Regions from separate parts of the Pan troglodytes genome. Here region 2 is linked to region 1. Evidence: chromatin contacts called from public HiChIP or PLAC-seq data. All regions are on one chromosome and are shown on one strand. Each heading gives the region's core, a stretch centred on a gene start, on an enhancer-like site or on the middle of the called end of the contact. The rest is flanking DNA. Distances are from core to core; before and after follow the strand shown.

Region 1 (4,461 bases), core at 617-3,116:
AGTTACATGCCCGTTTCCCATCAGTAACCGTGCAATTACGCTCACCGGGTGTGAGCCCTTCTCCCTCCTTCCCCCAGGAGAGCGCGCCCTTCGCCGTTATAGGCAGCAACACGGTGGTGGAGGCCAAGGGGCAGCGGGTCCGGGGCCGACTGTACCCCTGGGGGATCGTGGAGGGTGAGTAGAGTCTTGGGGTACCAGGTCTGGTGGGGGAAGGCTGTCCTGGGCCGGCGCCAGCCCACTACCCACCCCCACCCCGCAGTGGAGAACCAGGCGCACTGCGACTTCGTGAAGCTGCGCAACATGCTCATCCGCACGCATATGCACGACCTCAAGGACGTGACGTGCGACGTGCACTACGAGAACTACCGCGCGCACTGCATCCAGCAGATGACCAGGTGCGCGCCCCAGCCGCCAGCCAGACCTCGCCCCTCCGGCCCCGCCCACGTCTCCATAACTAAGGGCCGGTCCTGTCAGCCCACCCAGACTTGAACTTTGCACCATTCCCTAAGCTCCCCCCCGCTCCCCCAGAGCCTGGTCTCCCTAGAACCAGTCCAGGGCTGTGAGGGTTCCGGAGGGCAGGGCCTCAGCAGTGGCGGGGATGGGCCAGGCATCGCCAGCCCACGCTGAGCCTCCTGGTGGCGCCGCCCCGCCCATCCTCCCCCCCGCCCCGCGCAGCAAACTGACCCAGGACAGCCGCATGGAGAGCCCCATCCCGATCCTGCCGCTGCCCACCCCGGACGCCGAGACTGAGAAGCTTATCAGGATGAAGGATGAGGAAGTATGTGGGGCGGCGGGGGCGGCGGAGGCGGGCGTCAGGGATGCGCCCCCGCGGTGCTGCTCACCCGCCGGGTTGTCTCCGCCCGCAGCTGAGGCGCATGCAGGAGATGCTGCAGAGGATGAAGCAGCAGATGCAGGACCAGTGACGCTCGCCGCGGACACACCGTCCGTCTCCGGGACGCCCTCGCACCCCTGGACCCCAGACCGGACTGTTCCCGACCCGGAGACGCGGGGCCACAGCCCCCAGCTGACCCTAATTTATTCTCAGCACCACCCCCTCCCAGGTCATTGTGTCTGCTTCCGAGGGGCCTGGACCGTAGCCCCCGCCCAGCTGGCCCTCTCTGACCTTGGGGGATCAGGAGCGAAGTTGGGCGGGACTTCAGAGATCCGCCTCCCTTGCCTTTCCCCCGCCCCCGGACGGTCACAGCACCCAAACCGCAGGCCCTGCTCTGGCAGGCAGGCAAAGCTAGGCAGAAGAGGATTCCCAGGATCCTGGGTCTGTTCCTTGCCCCAGTGCTGCAGAACGGACTTGGGAGCCCTCCTTTGCCTGCTCCCGCGGGTCACCCAGCGAGTGCTGAGGCCCTATTTTCTGTCGAGGCGGGCCGAGTCTTCTCTTATCCTCAGACGCCTAGCGGGCAGGGTTGGGCTGAATCAAATGGGAGCCCTCCAGACATAAGGAGGCCAGAGGCTGCAAGGAGCGGGGCCGTGACCGCTTACACCCCTTCTCCACAGCCCGGCCCGACCTGGAGGGCCCCCGGGGCACTGGGCGGTGAGCCACCTCCTGGCAACTCTCGGTGCGGTCCCCTGCCCTCACTCGAGGCCTCTTCTCCCCAGCACCGCTGTGGTGTGCCGGGATCCTGAGCCTCGGCCTCCCGATCTTCCCACCCGCATGATCCCTTCCCGCCACACGATGCTCCGTTTTGTTCCGTTGTGAATGCCGCGTCCTGTCCTGGTGACAGGAGAACAATGTTGGTGAACGTCGCAGCGGGTGTCCGAGTGCTCCGTGTGCCCCTGAGAGCGGGTGGGAGCGGAAGCCTGAGCGGCCTGCGGCCTCCGGCGATAGTGTGCTATCTGCCGCTGCAGCGCGCGTCCTCGCGGCCTCTGGGCTATTTCTGGCCGGGCCGCAGCACTGTGGTCGGTGCGGGCGTGGCAGGGGCGGGGCGGCCTTATCGCTCGGCTCTCCCGCCTACGCCTCCCGCTCCAGAGTAAGCCGGGTCGCCGTCTTCTCGCCATGGGCTCCGGTGAGTCTGGAGTCCGGTAGGGCCCCCAGCTGCTCCCTAGGCCGACCCGGGTTGAGAGGAGCTCTGGTTCTTTGGCTGCAGCCGGGAGAGACTTGGGTCAGACTTAGAGGGGACTTCCAGCCGGCGTGCGGGGTGGTCAGGGTGGAGAGGCTGGCGGGCTACCGGGACGCCGGGCATCAGGGGCTGGATGGAGCCGGGCCGGCGCTCTGGGTACTCAGAGACGTCGCCCAGGTGCCCGCCGACCGCTCGGCTCACTGCGGCGCTTCCCTTGCAGGGCCGCGCGGGGCGCTGAGCTTACTGCTCCTGCTGCTGGCCCCGCCGAGCCGCCCGGCCGCAGGTTGCCCGGCGCCCTGTAGCTGCGCGGGGACGCTCGTGGACTGCGGGCGCCGCGGGCTGACTTGGGCCTCGCTGCCGACCGCCTTCCCTGTCGACACAACCGAGCTGGTGCTGACCGGCAACAACCTGACGGCGCTGCCGCCGGGGCTGCTGGACGCGCTGCCCGCGCTGCGCACCGCACACCTGGGCGCCAACCCCTGGCGCTGCGACTGCCGCCTTGTGCCGCTGCGCGCCTGGCTGGCCGGCCGCCCCGAGCGTGCGCCCTACCGCGACCTGCGTTGCGTGGCGCCCCCAGCGCTGCGCGGCCGCCTGCTGCCCTATCTGGCCGAGGACGAGCTGCGCGCCGCTTGCGCTCCCGGCCCGCTCTGCTGGGGGGCGCTGGCGGCGCAGCTTGCGCTGCTGGGCCTTGGGCTGCTGCACGCGTTGCTGCTGGTGCTGCTGCTGTGCCGCCTGCGGAGGCTGCGGGCCCGGGCCCGCGCTCGCGCCGCAGCCCGGCTGTCGCTGACCGACCCGCTGGTGGCCGAGCGAGCCGGAACCGACGAGTTCTGAGAAGAGAACCGGTGCGTCCTGAGAAGAGAACCGGCGCTGGGCAACGCGGGCCTGCAAACTCGACAGGACCCTGCCCGAGGGGCCCTCGCGCCAACCTGGACCGGTCTCCGCCTCCTCCGCTGCCCAATCTCTCAGACCCACCCCACCTGCAGGCCCAGACCACGTGGGACAGAACTCCTGCCCACCCTACCCCAAGGGAGGCGAACCCGCACTTCCAGGCTTGGGAGGACCATGGGGCACAATGCGGTCCAGACCCTGCTGCGTCTCCCTTCCAAACTCTGGTGCTGAATAAACCCTTCTGATCTGGTCTTCTCTGCACGACTGACCTGGAAATTCCCCTCGCCAAACTCAGGAAAAGGCCCCAGGAGGCGGTTCAAGGGGACACAAACACATCCTTACATGCCCACCCTAACCTCCGGGGCAGACAGGAGTCAGTGGGTGACCTCTCCCCTTCCAGACACACTCCCAAAAGGCCACATGGGAAGGCATGAGAGAGATGCTAAGTGATAACGTGGGGGCCAGTGAGGACGTTGTGGGGACACTGAGGACCCTGTGGGAGCAGTGAGGATGCTGTGGGGACAGTGAGGACGCTGTGGGGATGCTGTGGGGACAGTAAGGACACTGGGGGCAGTGAGGACGCTGTGGACACTGAGGACGCTGTGGGGACAATGACGCTGTGGACAGTGAGGACGCTGTGGAGTCGGTGAGGGCGCTGTGGGGGCGGTGAGGGCGCTGTGGGGGCGGTGAGGGCGCTGTGGGGGTGGTGAGGGCGCTGTGGACACTGACGACGCTGGAGGTAACAATGAGGACGTTGGGGACAATGAGTACGCTGTGGGGGCGGTGAGAACGCTGTGGACACTAAGGACGCTGTGGGGGCGGTGAGGACCCTGTGGACGTGGTGAGGACGCTGTGGACGCGGTGAGGACGCTGTGGGGGCGGTGAGGACGCTGTGGACGCGGTGAGGACGCTGTGGGGGCGGTGAGGACGCTGTGGGGGCGGTGAGGATGCTGTGGACGGTGAGGACGCTGTGGGGGCGGTGAGGGCGCTGTGGACGCGGTGAGGACACGGTGGGGATGGTGAGGACACGGTGGGGACGGTGAGGACGCGGTGGACCCGGTAAGGACGCTGTGGGGGCGGTGAGAAAGCTGTGGGTGTGGTAAGGACGCTGCGGATGTTGAGGATGCTGTGGGGGCGGTGAGGGCGCTGTGGGGACGGTGAGTACGCTGTGGACAGTGAGGGTGCTGTGGGGACAGTGAGGACATTGGACAGTGAGGATGCTGCGGGGGCAGTGAGGGCGCTGCACGGACAGTGAGGGTGCTGTGGGGGCAGTGAGGACACGGTAGACAGTGAGGACGCTGTGGGGGCAGTGAGGATGCTTTGGGGGTGGTGAGAACACTGTAGGCAGTGAGGACAGTCCCAGCAGTGTGCCTCGTCCTCTGAGCATGTTCAGGGGCTGGTTCTTGTGGACAGTGCCGGCCATGAGGACACCAAGAGCATTTCAAGGGTTGGGTTTCCTGATGCAGGGACTGCGGCGTTGGCGGCATTCAGTTCACTAGGG
Region 2 (4,461 bases), core at 756-3,255, 290 kb after region 1:
AGAGGGTGGCGCCTGGCATCCGTGTGCAGAGCTCCCTGCTCCATCCAGAGACCGGGGATCCTGCTGCTCCTGCACCTTCTGTCCTTACTCAGGACAGCCTCATGCTCCCCCAGGCCAGACTCCTGGGGTGAAGGAGCACAGGGAACTCACCCTGAATCCCTGTGTAGCACAAACAGGAGGAGGGGTGCTACCCTACCCTCACAGAGCCACAGAGATGCAGAGGGCCCCGGGACTGGGGGGAGACTACAGGGCCACCTCTGGAGGGAGTGCCAGAGCAAACATGGGAACCAAGCAGCCCAGATGTGGTGGGTGGGGAGGCTCAAATTTAGCAGGATTGAGGGTCAGAACTTGTTCTCCCAGGAGGAACCTTGGTCAGGAGGTCCTTGTGTTTATGCTGAAAAGCCTGACAGGGCAGCTCAGCCAAGAGCTGGGTAGGGGCCGGCTTGGCTGTGCTCAACTACCCTCTCAGCTGGGACTTGAGTCCCTTAGCGAATGTTCTGTGCCCAGTCCTCTGCTGGGCGCTGGTGGACCCCAGAATGGGGGTAGGGTGGGGACAAGGGACAGCTGGGAGCAGACATTGCGGATAGGATGGGGCAAGACTGGGGGAAATGCCTTCCCAGACACGCTGCGGCTCACACTGTCGCCTGATCTAAGGCCTGGATCACCTGCTTAGGAGCTGACCGGCCACTGGCATGGCACACCGAGCAAGAGAGCGCTGACTGCCCCCCGCATTCAGCACCATCCCAGCTCCAATAGAGTGAGTACAAGATAGGTAACACCTGCCTTGTTTTGACCAGACCTCTAAACACCGCCCAGATCCCAGAGTAAAGGCAGATAAGGCAGTAGTTAAGAAGTAGGAAGAAGTAAAGGCAGCTACCCCAGAGAAGCTAAGGTCGGGAGAGGTGGAGGCTCCCACTGCACCCCCCTGGCCCATACCATAGGGGAGGTTTCTCTGACAGCAGCCTGGGTACTCACCTGAGGTTATTAGACAGCAGCATTAAGAGCCTACTCTAAAAAATACCCACGGGGCACCTTTCCTTATTTCTAAATATGCCTGGATGTAGGAAAAGGGAGCTGAAGTCCTTTAGTTCCATTTTAAGTATGTTACATTACACATAGCTAAGAAACGGTGAAATATTGTAAGCAGCCAATATTTAATTATTTAAAAATTAAAATAGGCTGGAGCTCTCAGGCCACCTGCTCAGGGCGACTCCCTAGCAAACCGAGCAGAGTCTCCTTCAGAGTGGAGATGACATGTCTCCGCACCGGCAGCGAGGGGACGCAGGGCGGCGTGGGGAGGGGGACCCAGGCCGGCGGTCCGGGTGGCGCGCCCTCTCTCACCCCCCAGGCGGCAGGAGCAGCGCGGCGCGAGGACACCTCCGGGCCGTCGGTGCCCCTGAGCGGAATTCCCGGCGGCGCGCTGCCCCAGGAAAGTTCCCGGCCTGCCGCCCCTCGGGCTGTTGGAAAGTTTCGGTGGCTGCAAGGCCCTGGCAGCTAGGCGCCAAGCGTCGCGCGGGGCGGACACGGCTGCGGGATCGGGCCGCGCTCGGCTGGAGCGCTCAGTGCAAGACGCCCGGACGGGTCGGGTAGGGTCCCAAGGCCACGCACAAAGAGACCCGCCCCCGCCGGCCCGGGGTCTCGGACGCCGCAGAGCGCGCGGACAAGACGCGGGTGGGGCGGAGATTGGCTCCGACGTCCGGCCCAGACCCTCGCCCGGATCTCGACTCCAGGGATAGGACCCTGTCCGGACCGCTGCCCGGAATGCGTCCCATATCTGCAGCCCCGCCCCCAGTCCCGGCTCCGACCCGAGGCCCCAGCCCCGGGTCCCACACCCCGCCCACTGGCTCAGGCTTACCTGGAGCGCAGCGTGGGCGGCCCCGCAGCGCGGCCTCGGACCCCAGAAGGGCTTCCCCGGGTCCCTTGGCGCGCGGGGAGCGGCGTTCCCAGGGCGCGGCGCGGCGCGCCTCGCAGTCCACGCGGCCGCAACTCGGACCGGTGCGGGGGCCGCCCCCTCCCTCCAGGCCCAGCGCGCAACCCGAGACCCCGGGCCAACCCTCCCGCCCTCACGCGGCCCGTGCGCAAAGCGGACCGGGCCGGCGACGCGAATCTCCGCCCCGCCCCATCTGACAGCAAATTTTCCCATTGGTCGAGAGACCCGGCGCGGCACGGCAACCGGCGCCGATTGGGCGGATGCGCGGAGATGACGGCTTGCCATTGGGCCTCCGGGATGTCAGTCCCGGCGGATGACCAGCCCCCTCGCGGAGGGGCCGCGGCCCCGCACCTGCCCGAACCTCTGCGGCGGCGGTGGCAGGGTACGCGGGACCGCTCCCTCCCAGCCGACTTACGAGAACATCCCCCGACCATCCAGCCCCGAGCAGGGACTGGCAGAGCCGGCGCCCCTTCCCCGGACTCTGGCCGCGTAGCCTCCGCCACCACTCCCAGTTCACAGGTATCCTTCTTCAGCGCCTGCTACTCGCTGCGCGCTGCGCGCCGCGCCCTCCTGTCGACATCGAATTGTGTTCTTCACGCAAACCGCGAGAGAGAGTTCTGCTGCTATCCCCATTTTACAGTTGGGAAACAGCCTCAGAGAGGTTCTCACTTGCTTGAACACAGTCGTCTGACCCTGGGGCCTGGGGGCTCTCTCACCCTCACGCCCCTGGGCCCCCGCAGCGGGGAGACGATGGAGGTAGGAGCTGCAGTATTTCCGAGAGCAGGAAGGGACCCCCTCGGTAAACCAGGGGCTCACCTCCCCCACCAGGCCTGGATGTAGAGACCTCTTGGGCTTGTCCCACCCTGCAGGCCCCCCATGGGGCCGCCCTTTCTTGCCTCCTCCTGGCATTCTCACAGCCCCACAGCTCTGCGTCTGGGGAGGCAGAGTTGTGCGTTTATGCCCGCACCCCGTACTACTGTCCCATTTTCTTCACCCTACCTGGAGTCAGGAAGAAACGGTGCTTCACTGCCTGTTGAGATTCACGTAGGTTGCATTTCCTTGCCAGATTAAGAGCACCTGCCATGAGTGGGACCATGACCCTCCGCCAGCTCTGCGTAACCTTGTGGTGTAGGGGGGAACCAGCAGGGATGCTGCCCAGTGGGCTTTTCTAGGGGGAGGTCCTGAGATGACTTCTTAGCCAGTGACCCTGTCTCACGCATGCTGTCATCCTTTCCTGCCCTGGATGCACCTGGAGATGACCAGTTCCTCGGCTCATTGCATTCTCCAAGGCCGCCTGGGGAACCAAACTGCCCACAACCATGCTTATGAGTGGTGGAGGGGTGTGACCAGACACTCTTGTCTTATCCACCCATATTGGGAGTCCAGTGTGTTCATCCAATCATTCCTTGGCCAGGACAAAGAAAATGAAATGGCCCAAGGCAAGAACTCACTGCTGGGACCACCGCTGGGTCCATCTGTGTGCTGGCAGCATGGTGAATCGATCCCAGCTGCCTTTCAGAGCCAGGCAGCTACTATCAATCGATTGGAGCTGGCACTTGACGTGCCAATTGGCCTCCTGGCATAGGGTTGTTGCTTGCTGCTCTGGGAGGGCAGAATGAAGTAGCTGTCCCTAGAATAGGGGCCCTCACAAACCAGGTAGCTGTCATCCTGTGGAGCAGCACCATGGTGACATTCTGGCTCAGGTGCTGTGTAGCTGAGGGGTTGTTTCCTCCATTTAGGAGTAGACGTAATGAGTCCAGCTGTCCCCAGCCATCTCTTCAAGGCCATTGGACCCTGGTTCTGCTGGAGCCCCTCTTCTCACAGTTACCTCATAGTCCTGCACCACCCCCTCCCCACACTTGCAAGAGGGACTGGACAGACCTCTGTTGAAAGAGTGCAAAAGACAGAACCATACACCAAAATCTGTGCAAGTGAGACTACCTCTCCCCTCATCACCACCCCTACCACCCATAGGGTTGCAGAGACCTGTCTGCCCTCGGCAGGCAGGATCATTAGCTGAGGTCAGAGGATGTCGGGGCAGCACCAATTCAAACAGGACTCAGGACCGCTGTCCAGCAGTCGGCCCATTAGGCTGCAGCCAGAGGTCAGAAACACAACAAGGGAGGCTGGGCGCAGTGGCTCATGCCTGTAATCCCAGCACTTTGGGAGGCCAAGGCAGGCGAATCACCAGAGGTCAGGAGTTCGAGACCAGCCTGGCCAACATAGCAAAACCCCATCTCTACTAAAAGAATAAAAAAAAAAGTAGCTGGGCATGGTGGTAGACGCCCATAGTCCCAGCTACTTGGGAGGCTGAGGCAGGAGATCGCTTGAACCTGGGAGGCGGAGGTTGCAGTGAGCTGAGATTGCACCACCGCACGGCAGCCTAGGAGACAGAGCGAGACTCCATCTCAAAAAAAAAAAAAAAGAAAGAAAAAGAAAAGAAAAACACAGCAAGGGAGACCACAGGGACCAGTAGCCCAGTGTTCTCCCTCTCTCATCCTCTCACCTAGCTCCATGCGCACAGCTGTGAG

What was found. HiChIP or PLAC-seq counts read pairs in DNA pulled down with a chosen protein or histone mark.
Region 2: a contact with region 1 is called in an H3K4me3 HiChIP or PLAC-seq map of stem cell-derived excitatory neurons, with 5 times the contacts expected there. The contact joins the promoter of ARVCF here to the promoter of GP1BB in region 1. A contact is called at or near these places in 1 of 7 Hi-C or Micro-C datasets (stem cell-derived neural progenitor cells) and 1 of 1 datasets of contacts at active chromatin or transcription factors (stem cell-derived excitatory neurons).

Annotation. Positions count from the first base shown.
Region 1 is chr23:21,752,705-21,757,165 of NHGRI_mPanTro3-v2.0_pri, forward strand. It overlaps GP1BB (glycoprotein Ib platelet subunit beta), which reads left to right and starts at 1,867. Exons shown (of 2, transcript XM_009437791.3): 1 at 1,867-2,018; 2 at 2,293-3,210. The coding sequence starts at 2,009. The coding sequence ends at 2,903. SEPTIN5 (septin 5) reads left to right here. Exons shown (of 12, transcript XM_001166286.8): 9 at 78-174; 10 at 260-395; 11 at 676-778; 12 at 867-1,758. The coding sequence ends at 923.
Region 2 is chr23:22,046,067-22,050,527 of NHGRI_mPanTro3-v2.0_pri, forward strand. It overlaps ARVCF (ARVCF delta catenin family member), which reads right to left and starts at 2,006. Exons shown (of 18, transcript XM_016939715.4): 1 at 1,856-2,006. It also overlaps a transcript of TANGO2 not described here.